Linked DNA regions of Sus scrofa: all the other regions are linked to region 1. The links are chromatin contacts, called in public HiChIP or PLAC-seq maps. All regions are on one chromosome and are shown on one strand. The core of a region is the stretch at or near the end of the contact, and the rest is flanking DNA. Distances in the headings are between cores, read along the strand shown.

Region 1 (2,700 bases), core at 19-2,518:
CGGAAAAATGAGATTAAGTGAGGTTAAGTCATAGAGGTGCAGAAAAGATTTTACGGATAATGGACGTAAAACCCTCAGCTCTGGCACCCACTAAGTTTATAGTACAGCTCTTTGCTGCTTTTTACCAAAGAAAAACTTACAGAGGAGGGCTAATAAGCTTTCTCCACTGTTTTTCTGTTCTGCTTTGGTAACTTTTACGAAGTCCACCATTGCCACCCCTAGCCTGACAAAAGAAATGTCAGAAAGTGGCTTTTTGACAGAGGTCCCATTGCAACAGATGAAAAGCACGTAAGGTTGACACATCCCCAAATACAAAGCTCTCAAGTAAGGAGAAAAACATCCTTCTAACTGATCCTAGTTTTCTAAACACCTAGCTTTAAAATCTTTCCACCAAGAACAGAGCCACTAAACCTCTTACAGCCTCTCCTCTAGCTTGTCCAGGACAATGTCACCAGCCGCCAGCTGCTTGCGTCTCAGCCGCTCCTGTAAGTCTGGGAAGGCCCGAAGTGCCGGCACATCTTCAAATCGCAGATTTTGTGCGGCCTGCAGCTGCTCTGCCAGGTTACTGAGGGAGGCCAGGAGCGGCGGGCAGTCCTTAAGAACGCTCTGCCACAGGCCTTGCTGCTCCTCCACCACGAGAAAGCACTTCCTTAGGGCCTCCTGCACGGCAAGCAAAGGCCCAACTTGAGTCATCTTCTGTGGGAGGAAAAAAAAAAAAAAGACACAGCCCTAGAGTCCCAAGTCGGTAGGGGAAGTACCAAGTCGGTAGGAGTTATTTCCGTTCTCAAGTGAGGTCCAGCTAACCCAGGGTTTCCTCAGGTAGCTGTCTATCCCTCCCGACGGGAGTTTCTAGAGTGAGGGGTTGTCTTACCTTTACACAGGCTCTCGGAAGGCAGGACCCTTATTTCCCACCTCGGGAAAGATTTCTTGACTATTCCTCGCAGGAGGCTCATCCGGCTTCGGGTAGTTTTCTGTTTCAGACTGTGGGTTTCCCGGGCCGTCTCGAGTTTCCTGAACCCGAACCTTGTCTCCTCTCCATGAAGTTACGGCTCGCCTTCCCTAAACCAGCGGCAAAAGTTAAAGCTAAGGCAGTTAAAGTCTGAGGACCTCTCTAGGCCCTCAAGAGCCTTAGGGACTCTCTTTGCGCATGCCCCAACGTGGCTACAGAGTCGCGAAAATATGCCGTCAAACTGCAATGACTTCTGGGTGCTGTAGTCCTGCGTGTGAATTGACTGGCCGATCGCAGAGCGTCCCTGCGATTGGCTGTTGTGGGACCCTCTAAGACGGCGGCTTCTCATTGGTCAGCTTGTGGCAGTTTGAATTTGGTGGCGGCGGTCGCACGTCCGGTTAGTCCCGGAGCCGCTCCCTCTCAGCTGAAGCAGCCAGGGTTTTCTCAGCCCCTATTACCGGGGCCCACAGGTGAGTGCCTCGCGAATCGTTTATGCTCATGCCGGGAAGGGCAGGGGTCCCCTTCCAACCCCCCTGGGGTGTCCTCCGCCCTCTCCTGCTCCTTCGCGGCCCCCTTTCCCTCCCTTTCTCCGCCGCTGACACCCTTTGGCTTGGCCCCTCTCTCCCCGCAGTCTCCAGCGAAGTGCCATGGCTCCGGCTAGGAAAGGCGGCAGTCGGGTGGCCAAGAACAACTCGCTACGGAGCCGAAAGCTCGCTTCCTTTCTTAAAGACTTCGACCGTGAAGGTAAGGGGCGGAGCCCGGGAGGTCGCTGGCATCTGGGACAATCGCGGGGTGCTGGCGGGTTGGGGCGCAGGCCGCACGGATTCCAGGCCCCGTTTGCCCACTGGTGACCCACGTCTTGTCCGCTCTGCCCTCTTGCAGTGCAAATACGATCCAAGCAAATTCAGTCAGACAGGCAGAACCTCCTCAAGGAGATGGATAACCTGTACAACATCGAGATCCTGCGACTCCCCAAGGCACTGCGCGAGATGAACTGGCTCGAGTACTTCGGTAAGAGCTGCTAGAGTTTCCCCAGGCCTCGACCTGGAGCCCTTCTGTGGTTCCAATGACAGCCTTCATCTTCATCCTGAAGTCGTCCAAGATCCCTGTAGGAAACTGCAACCTTACCCATCCCCACTCTGTCTCACTGCCTTGCTTTATTTTTCTCCTTTGCTTTTAACCTCATCTACTTGTGCAGGTAGGCAAACAAACATTTTCTCTACAGAATCGGGTAGTAAATATTTTAGGCTTTATGGGCCAAATGGTTCTCATTGAAAACTACTCATCTCTGCTGTGATAGTTCCGAAACAGCTGTAATGAATGGGCACAGCTGTATTCCAATAAACATGTATTTATGGACATACTAAAATGTGGATTCACATTATAAGATTTTTTTTTTTTGATCCAACCATTTAAAAACAAACAAATGAATAACTTGGTCTGTTACCAGAGCTCAGGTGGAAGGATAACCCCAAGCAGGTCCTTCTGCTTATGGAAATTGCCAGTTTTAAAATGGGCAGATCAGGGAGTTCCCACTGTGGCTCAGTGGTAACGAATCTGACTAGTATCCATGAGGATGCAGTTTGGATCCCTGGCCCCACTCAGTGGGTTAAGGATTGGTGTTGCCATGAGCTGTGGTGTAGGTTGAAGACAGGACTCAGATCCTGCATGGCTATGGCTGTGGCGTAGGCCAGCAGCTGCAGCTCCAAATCGATTTCTAGCCTGGGAACTTCCATATGCCATGGGTGCAG
Region 2 (2,700 bases), core at 8-2,507, 83 kb after region 1:
CTGGAAGGGGTGGGCAATGGGTCTGACTTGGATCCTAGCAAAAGCCAAATGGCAAGAGTCTGGGGACACAAGAGAACCTGACTCACGGGAGTGAAGGGGTTCAGGTCCTTGTTGAGCTCTTCTGAGCGTTCCATCACCAGGGTCACTGGTCCTGGCAACAGGTCGTTCAGGAGCCCCTCAGGTACTCTCACATGGCAGTACCTGGGAACAAAGTGGGCACAAATCCAACCAAACGAAAGGCACTGCTGGTCCTATTCCAGACTCTAGGGAGATCTAGAAAAGGTGACCCTAGCGACTACAAGGGGATCCACCTGTCTTTTTTCTTCAAGCCCCCAAGAATTTGAGCAGAAGGTAGGGCACCAGTGGAGCATCCCAAGCTTGGAGCCCACATGCCTCTCGTCTCCGAGCTACAGCGCTTTCACGCTCCATGTTTTACTTTCTTCATGGCACTATTAAACTAAGCAATGTGGTCCCCCGCTTTTTTCTTAAACCGTGGCAGTCCCCCCCCCCCATTACCACGAAAGCGTCAGAATAGGGACCCCTACTGCCTCAATTATCGGTGCGCCCCCGAGCTCGTTTAAGGCTGGCAGACGCCAAGTGCTTCGCACACGTTTCCAGTTCCGGATTCCTGGGTGAGCATGGACAAGCCCCTCCCGCTCTCTGCGCCTCAGTCTCCCAAGCCTGTCACCGGAAACCCCTCCCGCGGTGCCGCCCCCAGCGGGGCCGGGTCGGGGCGGCCTCACCTGTAGACGTCGGCCACGCGGCCCAGGCATACGGCCAGCGGCTTGGTCTCGCTGCGGCCCTTGGCGAGGTACACGGCGCCCAGTGCTTCTGAGCAGCTCGCGGAGCAGGCCAGGCCGTACAGCGTATCGGTGGGAACGGCCACCACGGCGCCGGCGCGCAGCTCGGCCACGGCGGCCCGCAGTGCCTCGGTCCAGCCGGCGCGCTCCGGGCTTGCGGCCCGCACGGCCCCGCTCCCTGGGAGCCGCAACAGCCGGGCCCCCGGCGCTGCCGGAGCGGGGCTCGGCGGGCGGAGGAGACGCCCGCTCCGGGCGGAGCCCGCCGGCCCCTCGCTCAACCCCATGCTGGCAGCCACCGCGGCCCTCAGCCCCCTGCACGGACGCGCCGGAGACATCCGCCCAGACCCACTTCCGGGAGGAAGTGACGCGCCCACTCAGCTTCCGGTTCGAGAAGCTCGGCCCCACCTCCGCGCCGGGCAACTTAAAGGGACCGCGACCCCCAGGAGGATTGAAGGAGACCGGTGGGGACGGGGCGGGGCGCAGCTTTGCGGAGCCCTGGCGCAGCGCTGGGGAGGGGGGGCGGCCGAAAGGGGGGCGGTGGTCGGGCCGCGCAGGCGGAGATGGAATGGGGCCCGGGCTCAGACTGGTCACGGGGGTGAGAGGGGGCCCGTCGGGGAGGGGGGAAGGGGCTCTGACCCCGCGCAAGCGCCGGCCCTGACCGTCTGTCTCGCTCTCTCCCGGGCAGGGAGGCTGCCGGCGTGGACCGTGGGAAGGCGGGGCTGGGGCTCGGCGGGAGGCCACCCCCGCAGCCGCCCCGGGATGAGCGCGCCCAGCAGCTGCTGGACGCGGTGGAGCAGCGGCAGCGGCAGCTCCTGGACACCATCGCCGCCTGCGAGGAGATGCTGCGGCAGCTGGGCCGCCGGCGCCCGGAGCCGGCTGGTGGCGGGGTCAGTGCCCACCCCGGGCTGGGCCTGGGAGGTGGGGACTACCCACTGGCCGCACTTGCTAGCCCTAGCTTTCCCTGGAGGGTGGAAGAGTGTCCCCACCGCTTTACCCCCACTGCCTTTCATCTGGATGAGAGGCTTTGAAAAAGTTAAGTGCTATCCAGATGCCAAGTGGCCATCTCTTGCGGGGGCCTAATCCAGGGCCTTTCTTCCCAGCCTCACTTTTTTTTCCCCCCCCCAACCTGTTCCAATCAGAACGTCTCAGCCAAACCTGGAGCGCCCTCCCAGCCAGCTGTCTCCACCAGAGGTGGCTTTCCAAAGGATGCTGGCGATGGAGCTGCGGAGCCCTGACCATCTCCGAGCGGGGCGCCCTGACTTCTCTCCCTCCCCGGGGCTGGTGGCTGGACTCTGAACAACTCCCTTTCAATAAAGGGGCCAGTCTTCACTGGCAGTGGCTGGTATTTGGCTCTCAGCCTGGGGTGGCAGCTCTGCTGGCAGCTGGGTTCACTCCCACTTCATCCTGGCCGAAGGCAGTGCTGAGCTTTGAAATGTAGCCAGCGAATACCCAGTCTGATTATCCGGATTTGGGCAGGCCAGCAGTGCTTGCCAGAGTGGTCTGGCCTGCTTTGTGGGATCCAGGTGGTGTTACATGTCCATTTCATGCTTTGGGGGCTCTTAGCCCCAGGAAACACTTTTAGCAGAGCCTTGATTAAAAGGAAACCTGCAGACTCTCCTGGTGACCGACCTTTTCCTTTCTGTCCCCTGTCTAAGACTTTGATGCCTGGGGATGGGGGGAAGCGGTTGAAAATGGACAACCATGGGCAGGGATGGGAAAAAAATGCCACAGATACTACCAGGTTTAAATAAGCATTTAATTAGGATTTCATTAGTATTTAATATTGCTTTTTCAATTCCAAAAAGTTAAATTTTCACTTCTTAGCAGATATTTTAAAGTACAATATTAAGTTTTTACAAAATGAGCAATTAAGCAAACACCATTATTTCACATTCTTCAA
Region 3 (2,700 bases), core at 136-2,635, 100 kb before region 1:
ATGCCTTCCTCTGGGCCTCAGTTTAACAAATACTGAGCACCTGCTATAAGCAAAGCATCATGAAGACTATGATTCTAATACATATATGTTCCTAATGTACCAGCTTTTTCATTTCCCAATGTTTGATCTCAGTGTAATCAACAGCAAATAAATAGTAATTCTTGCCTTACACCTCAGAGAGAAAAAGGACAAATGAGCATACTGGCCTGGCTTCTCAAGTCACCTGTCTACTCCTGAAGTGATGCAGTAGAAAACAGACTGAAATCACAGGACTGGTGGCTCTACTACTCACTAACTGTACCAACTGTGACAAGCCACTTGCCCTATTTTGGCTAGGTCTCTTCATCTATCATGTCTTGGTCTGTAACGGCCTTATCGGGTCTAACTGTAAAATTCCAGTCTACACCAGCGGAATAATTTATCAGCAATCTAGGGAAAACATTCAACATGAATCAAAATTTAAAAAAAACCTTTAAGCCATATCTTAATACATTTTATTAACCAAACCCGAATGGAAGGGACTCCCCCCAAAGTTATCTTGTTCATCTTGTGGTGGAACCTCACACACATCTTAAAAAACATCTTTACTGAAATGACTGTAGTGATTTATCTGCAGCGTTTTCTATGCACTTTACCAGACGGGACGACCCCAAGAGCCAAATCTACAATTTCTTTCTCATTTCAATGGTCAAAGCAAAGGTGGCAGGCAAGTGTGGGCCAGTGCAAAAGGCCAGCTGGGTCGGGCTACATCCCTTTTAGTCTTGATTTCATCTAATTTACTTTTAGTAATTCCTTGAGCTGGAGAGCTGGACTCATACAAGACTGAACTATATTGGGGAAGGGGCTTCAACACGTGACACACACAGGAACACAAGAAGTCACATTTAAGAGCCCCCTGACAACTCGGAGCTTGCACCTCTCAGTCGGAGACGCCCTAAGACTGCCAGGCCTGAGTGTTCACTTCTCCCGGCTTTAGACCCATTGCCTGGCATCTAGTCTTGACGGACGTGCCAGAGTCAGCCCTCCTCAGGGCCTCCGAACAAGGAATTATCCTCCTTCTCATCCTCAAAGGCCACTTTGCTTGAGCTCAGTTCATGTAAAACCACCCGGCGTCCCTCCCCCCAAGCTTCCTCCAAAGCCCCACCCTCCGCGAGCCCCGCTGCCTGTACCGGGATTTGTGCTGGCATTAGAAGGGTTGATAGTACTCCGTCCTTTGTACTTGGGCTTCACCATCTTGCCGAAGGGACGGGGACCGGAGTGCTGGGTCCGGCCTGTGTCAGGTAAAACAGCTCTTAACTTCCCAAAACGAACCGAGGTCACCCGCTCGAACTACGCTGGACCGCGTGCGCAGGCCGACGTCACTTCCGCTCGCACCCCGTGCTTCCCCCGAACGACTTCCGGCGAACGCGCGCCGCCGCACTCCTGGCTCCGCCCCCGCGCCGGCCTCTTAGATGTTTCCTTGCGTCCAGCCCCGCCTCGCTTTCTCCCTAGCAACCGCCAAGCTACATTCCATAGCAACCGCCTGGTTACCCAGGACGCGCGGCCTAGAACCGCTAGTGGAGTCCACGCACAAACTTAGGTGCCTCTTCCCAGGTCAATGACACAAGCTTGAGTTTAATTATCTTCTGAATTTGTCCTCTAAGCCCTTCCAAACGTCGCCGACCACACAGCAGCTAAATACCAACTAGATCTTGTCACCCTTCTTAAAATTCCAGAGAGAGAGAAAGAGAGAGAGATTTAAACTCTTGGCCATTCCTGCAGAATTCTGCATGATCTGGTCCCTGCGTATTTACTTGACCTCATTTGTACCTCCCTCCTTCTGGTTATTCTGACATTTACACTGGCTGTTCCTTCTGCCTGAATCATCATTTCCCTAAACCTTTGCATAGCTAGTTCCTTCTGATCTTTCAGTTCTTAGCTCAAATGTCACCTACTGGTAGGGTTGCAAGTGTTAGCAAATAAAAAAACAGGATTGCCCAATTAAATTTGTTATTCTTTCCCCAGTTAAATTTGAATTCCAGATAAACAATGGAATATATTTTAGTATAAGTATGCCCCAGGCAATATTTGGGACATACTTATACTAAACATGTTTATTATTTATATGAAATTCAAATTTAATTGGGCATCCTGTATTTTATCCGGCAACCCTTTCTTCTGGGAGAAGTCTTTCCTGTCTAATTGGTCTAACTCAGCCATCTCCCATTCTTCTGTAGTTATTCGCTTATAGTATTTGGTTGTATTTATTTCATGGCACTTATTCTTACTTGAAATTAGGTTGTTTCCAAGTTTATCGGCTGCTTCCCCCAAACTGGATTGCAAGCTTCTTGAGAGTAGAGACCTCAAAAGTTTGTTCACTGCTGTGTCTACAAGACTTCAAAAAAACCTTGAAATATAGTAAGGACTAAATACATATTCACTGAATGAAGGAATGAATGGATGACATCTTAGCTAGGGCTGCTATAAAAAAATACCATAGACTGAGTGGCTTAAACCACAAACATTGATTTCTCATCATGCTGGGGGCTGGGAAGTCAAAGGTCAGGGTGCCCGCATGGTTTGGTTCCTAGTGAGAACTCTCTTCCTAGCTTGTAGACATCTATCTTCTCACTGTATCCTCACAGGCTGGGGAAAGGGGAAGGTCACTGGTCTCTTCCTCTCCTTAGAAGGGCACTAATCCCATCATGGGCTGCATCCTCA

Evidence for each region. HiChIP or PLAC-seq counts read pairs in DNA pulled down with a chosen protein or histone mark.
Region 2: a contact with region 1 is called in an H3K27ac HiChIP or PLAC-seq map of alveolar macrophages. The contact joins the promoter of C6H1orf122 here to the promoter of CDCA8 in region 1. A contact is called at or near these places in 1 of 5 promoter capture datasets (liver), 9 of 47 Hi-C or Micro-C datasets (embryonic fibroblasts, epiblast stem cells, fetal heart ventricle and 4 more) and 1 of 2 datasets of contacts at active chromatin or transcription factors (alveolar macrophages).
Region 3: an H3K27ac HiChIP or PLAC-seq map of alveolar macrophages shows a contact between it and region 1. The contact joins the promoter of GNL2 here to the promoter of CDCA8 in region 1. A contact is called at or near these places in 3 of 5 promoter capture datasets (fetal liver, fetal skeletal muscle and liver), 10 of 47 Hi-C or Micro-C datasets (alveolar macrophages, embryonic fibroblasts, epiblast stem cells and 5 more) and 2 of 2 datasets of contacts at active chromatin or transcription factors (alveolar macrophages and skeletal muscle).

The regions. Positions count from the first base shown.
Region 1 is chr6:93,749,426-93,752,125 of Sscrofa11.1, forward strand. It overlaps CDCA8 (borealin), which reads left to right and starts at 1,269. Exons shown (of 11, transcript XM_021095971.1): 1 at 1,269-1,419; 2 at 1,581-1,693; 3 at 1,832-1,960. The coding sequence starts at 1,597. It overlaps C6H1orf109, which reads right to left and starts at 1,171. Exons shown (of 5, transcript XM_021095972.1): 1 at 872-1,171; 2 at 419-696. The coding sequence starts at 693.
Region 2 is chr6:93,832,509-93,835,208 of Sscrofa11.1, forward strand. C6H1orf122 reads left to right here and starts at 1,258. Exons shown (of 3, transcript XM_021095979.1): 1 at 1,258-1,395; 2 at 1,486-1,687; 3 at 1,940-2,417. The coding sequence starts at 1,361. The coding sequence ends at 2,035. YRDC (yrdC domain-containing protein, mitochondrial) reads right to left here and starts at 1,268. Exons shown (of 5, transcript XM_021095978.1): 1 at 744-1,268; 2 at 87-201. The coding sequence starts at 1,135.
Region 3 is chr6:93,644,595-93,647,294 of Sscrofa11.1, forward strand. It overlaps GNL2 (nucleolar GTP-binding protein 2), which reads right to left and starts at 1,386. Exons shown (of 16, transcript XM_021095967.1): 1 at 1,170-1,386. The coding sequence starts at 1,233.